2 separate regions of the Ovis aries genome follow, and region 2 is linked to region 1. Evidence: chromatin contacts called from public Hi-C data. All regions are on one chromosome and are shown on one strand. The core of a region is the stretch at or near the end of the contact, and the rest is flanking DNA. Distances in the headings are between cores, read along the strand shown.

The links. A called contact is a pair of places that touch in the nucleus more often than the background predicts.
Region 2: a Hi-C map of skin fibroblasts shows a contact between it and region 1, with 2.4 times the contacts expected there. The contact joins the promoter of SLC22A15 here to the enhancer-like site in region 1. A contact is called at or near these places in 2 of 16 Hi-C or Micro-C datasets (mixed tissues and skin fibroblasts).

The regions. Positions count from the first base shown.
Region 1 is chr1:93,110,252-93,114,694 of ARS-UI_Ramb_v3.0, reverse strand. No RefSeq gene overlaps it. Among named protein-coding and RNA genes, the nearest start is that of CASQ2, 3.4 kb to the right of the region's middle. Within about 2 kb of position 2,319, at least 23 of the 54 cell types and tissues checked have an H3K27ac peak or open chromatin away from gene starts, as enhancers often do.
Region 2 is chr1:93,282,838-93,287,381 of ARS-UI_Ramb_v3.0, reverse strand. It overlaps SLC22A15 (solute carrier family 22 member 15), which reads right to left and starts at 1,376. Exons shown (of 13, transcript XR_009597154.1): 1 at 1,118-1,376.

The DNA of each region.
Region 1 (4,443 bases), core at 1,070-3,569:
GTTCCTCTTTTCTCTATTGTTAAAAAAAATGCTGGTTTGTTTTTATTTTCGTGTCCTCTAAATTTTCTGTAACCTAAGTTTTTCTATTTTTGTTTTTCCCCCATGGAGACAGAGAAGGTTCCCCTCCTTATGCAGAACAGCCTGGGGTCGGACAAGTCAGAAAGAACAGGGTCCAGATCCCGTCTCTGCTACTTACAAGCTGTACTAATTCGGGAGACTACTTACTTGATCTTGAATCTCAGTTTCCTCAACTGTTAAATGGAAGGAAGAGCACTCAGCTTGATAGAATTTTAAATGAGATGATGTAGAAAATGTAATGAGCCCAATGACTGGCTCACCACAAGCACTGAAACATTAGTCCCCTTCTTGCTTTTCTTCCTATGCACAAAGAACAGGAGGTGCCTCAGGGTAGGGCCAAAACTCAGAACCTATCCCCAGGTCACGTTGTGGAGAGCCATTTGTTGTTTCTGAAGTGATTCCTGGCTCGTCGAAGTGACATCAGGAGCCCTCTGTAAGAGGCATCTAGCTGTGGTTCCAAGTGGCAGAGAAGACAGAAATGGAGCACAAAATCCACCTTCTGGGTTCAAATCCCAGCTCTGCCGTCACTAGTGACCTAACCCTGTGCAAGTTAGTTAATCTCTCTGTGCCTTGGCTTACTTATCTAGCAATACTGAAACTATCAGCCTCATAGGGTTTTTTTTTTTTTTTCAATATATTTTAATTGCTCAGTTGCTCAGTCGTGTCCAAGTCTTTTGCAACCCCACAGACTGTAGCCCCCCAGGCTCCTCCTTCCATGGGATTTCCCAGGCAGGAATACTGGAGTGGGTTGCCATTTCCTTCTCCAAATTTATTTTAAATTGGAGGGTAATTGCTTTTACAAGGTTGTGTTGGTTTCTGCTATACACAATATGAATCAGCCATAAGTATACATATGTCCCTTGCTCTTGAACCTCCCTCCCACCCCCGACCCCATCCCACTCCTCAAGGTTGTCACAGCACTGGGTTGAGTTCCCTGTGTTATACTATAGGGTTTTTAAGAACAGCTAAGGACATTCCTGGCAGTCCAGTGCTTGAGAATCTGCCTTCAAAAGCAGGGGACTCAGGTTCCATCCCTAGTCTTGGGAATTAAGATTCTACCTGCTGAGGGGCAACCAAGTTCACATGCCTCAACTAGAGAAAGCTTGCACGCAGGAACAAAGGTCCAGCACAGCCAAACTATGAAAAAAAAGAAAAAGTTAAAATTTGTAAAGCACTTAAAATAAGACCTGGTACAAAGTAAGTGCTTCACATTTATTTAACAAATATTTAATGAGAACTACTATTGGCAAGACAGGTTTCAAGGAATACTTTGAACAGATGCTGTCCTGGCTCCTAGCAGGCTTAGTCTCTCTGCAGAGAAAGAATCCCCAGTGGAAGGGGTGGTTCCGAGAAGCATGGTACAAGGGAGTGAAAGTTAGCCTCTGGTCTACACTTAGGGGTCTCCCTGAGGAAGTGAAGTTTGTTAAAACGTGCACTGTTACACAGCCTAGCTCTTTTTCATCCAAGCATTGATCTTTTCTGTTCGGTTTTATTAAGAAGTTTTCTGGTGCTGGGGAGCCTGATATTCAGAGTCAAGAGGAAAAGGAGGGTCTTGGGGTTGCTAACAGCACTGCTCAGATTTGATCAGAGGAAGCCTGAGGCCGTGGAGCACAGGGCTGTAGACTAAGGCATTTCTGGGATTTTGCCTTCCAGGCCAGCAGGCTAACTGCCCCCGCCAGTAACCCAGCCAAAGAGGAGGGAGGAACGGGCTCAAAGAAACAAAGATGCCATACTCCGCCTTGCCCACTAGGTGGAGCATTTTAGCCAAAGAAGGGGCCTTTGGAGGCAGGAAAGTCCTAGATCTCTCGCCTTAGGGGAGAGGCAAGCTCTGACTTGTAAGAGACACGCCCATCAAATCCTTCTCCGCAGCTTAACAGTCAACAAGCGTCCTCAAACCTATGGCCTGTGCCAAAGTCTCTTCTGGGAAAAGAAAATGCTGTACGGCCGGAACAAATTCTAGATTTTTAGAGCCAGAAAGGGTCCGTGGGAGACCAGTGGATCTGACCCTCTTTTCCACAAATTAGAAATGCGAGGATCGAGAGGTGAGGAGATTCACCAAGGTCGCACAACCGGGCTGGGCCCTTCCAGACCAAGGTCTCCTGACTTCGGAGCCTCAGCTCTTTCTGAGCTGCCTCCCAGTCATTCAGATAGGTTGCCCGTCCTGTGGACCCTGCCGTGTAGGTGTGAGCCCATATACTGACCAAGAAGTCCAGAGTGAAATCGGATGCTTTCACAGGACGGAGGCGGGGGATGCCGCGCCCCCTAGTGGTGGAATGCCCGTAGGTCTCAGCGCGGAGGCGCTTGCCGCTTCTCCCTGGGAGAAGCTTGCGCGCTGCTTCTCCCCTCCCTGCTGCTCCTAAGTTCCCTCCTTGGAGATACCTTCCTTCACCCTCAGTCCAAACGGGCCACCTCCTACACAGTTACAGTCTCTCCCTTGTCGTCAGCTGATCTTTAGAGCACATGCCTCTGTTTGAAGTCCAATTTTACGCGTGCGCGCGCGCGCACACACACACACACACACACACACACACACACCTCATACATACGCTGATTATGTATTGTCTCCCCTCTCGGCTGTAAACTCAGTGAGTTCAGATGAACACCGTGCCCCACTCCACTACCCAGAAGAGTGTCTGGTACATGAGAGATGCCCCATGAAATTCTATTACCGTTGACTTAATACATGAAAGATCGTGGCTTCAAATCCTGATTCATCTGTAAAGTGAGCTATGGTGAAGATCCAGTTAAATAATACGTGCAAAACTGTCCTGCCACCTGTCAAGGGCAAACAAACGAAAGGGGTGAGGTTAGAGTAAGGGACTCTAGGGAGAGGCCACTCAGCGTGAGGAACTGGAAACTGCCAGCAAAAACAAGCGGCCTACATCATATTCTGTGACAATACATTTATATTGATTTGTGTACTTAGTTTTATCCTTTCCTGTTTAAAAACAAAGACCACAAATACCTGCTAATGGCACATAAAGACACTCGAACACTTCAGCATAGTCACATAAACTGGGCATGTGTACGTGACACTCTGACTTGGGTAGCTGTGAAAACTGGAATGGAAAGTTAACCTACCAGATGCCAAGTTGACTCAGACATGTCAGAAGCACCCCTTGTTTACAAAATAAATACATTAGAGTTGGCAAGCAAGAAGGCAAAAGAAAAATGAAAACAATAGAAGACACCGAGAAAAGATGGCTGGGACATAGAAAGGGTTCAACCAGGCAAACTTAACCCATCCAGAGTGAGACACACATTTTGGCCTCCACGTCTAGGTGTGGGTGGGCAGTGGGAAACGATCACCACAACAGGTGTCAGTGGCTGAGCCATCCTCAGGCTGGGCTTTGAGGCCCCAAACAGAGCTGGGATTTAGGGACAGGAACTTGCCACACTGGGGCTTTTTTTCTATTGATACACAGTTGGTCATAAGACAGACTTGAGGGCTAAGCTGAATTTTTAATACTTATCCCTTTGCCTTGGTACTTCTCATCAGTTATAAGTCAGTGCAAAATTCACACTCTGACTTTAAACATCTCCCAGTTTTTTGGTAACATTAAAAAAAAAACATATATTAAGAAAAGTGGAGCAAATTCTAAATAAAGATAAGTCGATGAGATTGAGACAACTGGGAACAGTTTTGGGAAGCTGACCTGGAAAAGACAAGACATACACTGTTTCACGCGACAATCTTTTTTTCCCCCTAAATTTTCTAAAGAAAGCAGAGATCTTGCATGCTTGCCAATGATCTGAAAAGCTAACCACATCTTAGAATGGCTATTCTTGACTCTATCTTTAAAAGCCTAGCAAAGTGACCATCAAAAAGAACTGAATGCTGTCATGGATTTCAGTGGTGGGTTCCCCAAGGTCCTGGCTTCCCCAAGGTCCTGGCTTCCTGGATGTGAAAGTGTTCTGAAGAAACTCCCATTGGCCTGCCCCTTAGCATCAGGCCCTCTGGCTGCAGTAGAGAGGACTGCTTCCAGTCCTGTAGGCCACTGACTTTCTTTCTTTTTTTTTTTTTACTTTCTTTTTACCTTCTGTCCCCTGCAAAGTTTGTATGGGACAGAGTCCTTGCTATTTCCAAAGCTGATTCTCCAACCAAAGAAGACAAAAACTCGGCCTAAATCATGAGAGCCATAGACCACTCTGAAGAGTGGAAAGACAAGAGTGGACTGTTGTTTGACAAGAAAAGATGGAGTCTTTTAAGAAAAGAGGTGTCTGTGGGGGAATTACCCCATCAGAGTGAAAGCACCCAGGAGTACTGGGCTCCAGGGTAGCACTGAACTCTCTGCCTACCCTCTACCAACAGGTAGTCGGTAACATGATCTCTGACTAGGTGCTGAGCTCCCTGAAGCTCAGTTA
Region 2 (4,544 bases), core at 127-2,626, 170 kb before region 1:
GGACATGGGAACCCACTCCAGTATTCTTGCCAAGAAACTCTCATGGACAGAGGTGTCTGGCTGCAAAGAGTGGGACGCGACTGAAGCAACTTAGCACACACTGCTTCACCCCAAGGCCACAAGAATGCAAAGTTCACAGGAAAGAGACTTCGATTTATAAACATTGCAGCCCCTGCTAAGCATACAGCAGGCACTCACTATATGGTGAATGAAGGAAAAACTAAAATGGCCAACTCATAGTAGATACTAAAAGGGATCTATGAATAAAATGCCACTAGAATAAGAGTAGTAATTAATGTCAAATGGGCCATTCTAAAAAGCAAAGAAAGAGTAACTTTTGCATGGCAAAGTGTATTTGTAGTGACCTTGAGCATACAGAACTCACATTTCTAGGATGTGGTGTGCAGGCAGTCTGGAAGAATTCTATACCATGAAGAACTGATTCCCTCTTACACCACCCGCTGTAGATGGTACTATGGACTTAAAATAGTCTCAAGCCCAAAGTGGCTCTGGGCAGAATGACCCAGCAGAACTTAAACCAGAAAGAAAGAAACCGGAAGCATTGAAAGCCCCTGGAACAGGAAGCCCCCTCAAATCTAGGAAAAGATAGTAAGTCGACACCAGAGCTAAAGGATGGGCACTTTGGTTAGCGGATGATCAGGGCCCTCTCAGTTCAAAATTTCAAGGGGACAGCGCCACAGGTTAGAAATTCCCTTTCCATAGTCACAGCGTATTCCAGCTAACAAGGGGATTTTGCATCTCTTACTAACCAGCTCGCCAGATTAAGTATTCATTCCCCACAGATTCCTTCCCTGCTCCAGGTGAAGGGAGCAGGGCGCCTATGGGGCGAGGATCCGAGGCTTGGGCGGGGACAAAGCTTGACAGGCCGGCCAGCGACCTTGGCTTTCGCGGGCGCAGGCCAAAGCGTGGCGCCTAGCCCACAGCCGCCCTCGCGCGGGGTGGAGGTGGAGGCGGGGGAGGCTCGCCACACCTGGGGGTTTGACCCCTGGCATCCGGGCCGGGCTTTGGGGAATCGCCGGGCGGGGGGAGAGGGGTACGCCTCGCCCCAAGCTGGGTGTCCAGGAAGAGGGAGCGGTGGGAGCTGCGGGAGACTCACCTGCAGCAGCACGGCCAGCAGGAAGCACAGGTACATCTGGTAGATGCCCATCTCGCCCACCGCCTGGAACGCCTCCTCCACCTCCATGGCGGGCCGAGCGTTCGGCCCCCGCCCAGCACCCAGCTGGAGCCCGGCCGCGGCCCCGGCCCCGGCCCGCCCTCCGCTACCCCCGCCCCGGCGTGGCCCGGCGTGGCCCGGCGTGGCCTTCCCCGGCCGGCCCGGTGCGCTGGGCACCCGCCCGGCCCAGCCAGCGGGGAGCGAGGAGCGGCGTGAGAGCGCGGGCAGGGCGGGGCGCGCGGGCGGCGCGTTGGCGCGGGCGGGGCCCAGGGCCGCGTGAGCTCGCGAGTCTGGGGCGGGATGCCGGGTTCCCGGGCCTCTGGGCTTTCCGTTCAAGATCTCCTTCTGAGAGGGTGGGTTAAAACGCAGCTTAAGACGGCTTAGAACGAGAGGAAAGAGGAAGTGGGTTCCGGTGTAGGCATCCTCTCTGATGGAGAAATAAGGTGAAGGGCAGCCTTCTCGTCTAAGCCACGGCCTGCCCGCCGCCCGCTTCGGGGGCTGTGGGGCGCAATGACGGTTGGGAGACCCGGTGACCGGTGGTAAAATTTGTCCTTTTGTACAAATCGGTTAAATACAGGAAGTGGAAATGGTTTCTAGATCCTTCGGAGAAGAGTGCTGTTTAACATTTCTTTCCTCCTGCTCCCTGCTAGCTATGTGGTCAGGCCACAGGTAACCAAATTCTTGCAAAAGCCTGAGATACATTTGGTTATGTAAATAGACACGAGGTAAAAAATATGAAAGGTTAATTTGTGGGACAGGACGTGATGGCTGCTAAAATGTTTGAAGGATAAACAGCAGTTTGAAAGGCTGGCAATGGAGAAAAATGCAACAGGACCTAGAGACACTGGTCACCTGGTTTAAGTCCCCTCATTTCTCCACCTCCCTAGGTTGGTTTTAACAACTGCATAGTATTCCACTCTGCAGGCCATGCCACCCAATATGATATTGAACAGAAAAGGTGACTAGCTAATGCTCTATCTAGAATTTTACACATAAGAGAGTGAGATAGGCTTATAATTTTCTTGTTACTGTTCTTGTCTAGGTTTGGCTGGAAGATTATTATAGCCTAGTAAAATGAGTTGCAAGTGTTTGGTAAAACTTCAAGCCATCTAGGCTTGGCTTGTTTCGAAGGGGGAGCCTCTTTATTACAGAGGTGGATAGAGAGATTTTTGTCACATATGTTTTGGACTTTTGCTTTTGAATCACTTTTAGTTTCTTCTAGAAGTGTTACTGTTTTATCCACTTTTTCTATTTTTTTGGAATAAACTTGTTCATCTTGTTTTCATAGGGTTTTTAATTGTGCTCTAGCTGTATTTATGCCCCTTTTTTTATTACTCATTTTTATTGTCCTTTTCTTATGAGTCTTGCTAGAAGTTTGTCTACTTTACTATTTTCTGAAGAACCAGTTTTTGTGATTTAAAAAAAAATTTATGTCTTTGTTTTATGGATTATATGAATTAATTTTTTTACTTATTTTTGCTAGTCTGTAATTCTTTTACTACCTATGTGACTTGAAAGTTTAGGTTTTTGCTTTCAATTTTCCTTTTATAGGAATAATTATATATAAGACTTAAGCATTTCTCCCTTGGTACTGCTTTGCTCTATCCCACAACTTTGTCATGCGGTGCTTTCATTGTCTTTAGTTTTAAATATTCCATGACATTGTAATGTCCTCTCTAACCGATGAGCTGTTTGTTAGTTCATATTTCTTTAGTTTCCAATTAAAGGTTGTTGCTCTTTTTTAACCATCTTTTTACTGTTGATTACTAATTTAAGTGCTTTGTGTATGAAGATCTGAAATCTTGGAAATCGTTTGAATTTTCTTGTGACCTAGAGATTATCATTTTTGAGTTTTTATCAAGTTGTCTTTTTATTTGTGAAAGTTTATAAAAGTACCAATTGAATCATTCCCCTTAAAGCATGATACAATACCTCTTTTTACTTTTAAAGCTTTTTGTCTTAAGTTTTGTTTTGTTTAGTGTTAATATTGCTATGTCAGATTTTTGTTATTTTCCTTGTAATCCTTTTATTTATTTCATATTTTCAGTTTTGTTATATTCTAGACATGTTTATGAAAGGAAAGCTTTTTAAATTTGTTTGTTTATACAATTTTGTAATCTTGGTCTTTTAACAGGTAAGTTAAATCTATGTATATTTATCCTGAATGATAGATTTGAACTCATTTCTACTATTTCCTGTTTTATATTTACCATCTTCTTTCTTTTTTACTTCCTGGCCATCTATTAGAGTCTTAAAGACAGTTTTTTTATGATCCTTCTCTCTTTCTGCTACTTTTGGGAGCTACAGATGGCACAGTTATTGTTATTATTTTAGTAGTTACTCAACATTATAATATCTACAGAACTGAAATACTGTTCTACCATGTTGATAGTTATTTAATATATCTATTCTCTTTTTAAACTACCCGAGATTCCAAGAATGCTTTATCTGAGAAAACATAGGAGACATAAAATGTTATGTTTTGGAAAACTTTGTTAGGTGACTCAATAAGTGACTACTGTGGTGCCAGAACACTGATAAAGAAGACTAATGTGAAGTGTTCGTGTTAACTTCTATTGTTAAGGATTTAGAAAATCCTTGTATTTAGAAATAATAAGAAAGCAAGAAGAGGACTATATGTCCTTTCAATGTAGTAATGAAACAGTATTCAACAAGCCCACCCCCAGAATTATTTAATCATTTAATTCAGTAGGAAAATTTACCTGTATTTAACCTGGCTATTTGCTATGAATTTGACTCTATGTAACCCCATGGACTGTAGCCCACCAGGCTCCTCTGTCCATGGGATTTACCAGGCAAGAATACTGGAGTGGGTTGCCATTTCCCTCTCTAAGATACTGTGCAGTTACATGTAAATTTGTAGATTTTTGTTTGGTAGAGATGTAAATAATTATGTCTAATAGGAAAGATAATGATTATTATTTCATTGCCCTGTAAAACATTAACTTGTTTTATATCTAACCTAGCAATCTTTTCTTTTCCCCTAGAAATAACCAGTTTGTCAAATGCTCTTGGAACCAGCTTTACCATCCTACCTGTTCTTTCATCAGTTAAAATAAAATCATTGACAAGAGTTCATTCTATATAGGTACAAGAGTCATATTTTTAACTTTTGAAATTTTCCTTTGAGATTATGATGTGAGAATGAAAAATTATAAATCATGATACATAGCTAAATTAAATTGTTAAGTAAAAATTGGGTTATTTCATCTTAATTAAATTTTATATATTTTAAATGAGTCAGAAACTTTTCTATATATTCAGTGTTAATTCACATTATATTGGGACATATATGCTAAAAGCAATTGGTTATTGTAAGGACAGAAGATATAACCTAGGGAGCATCAGA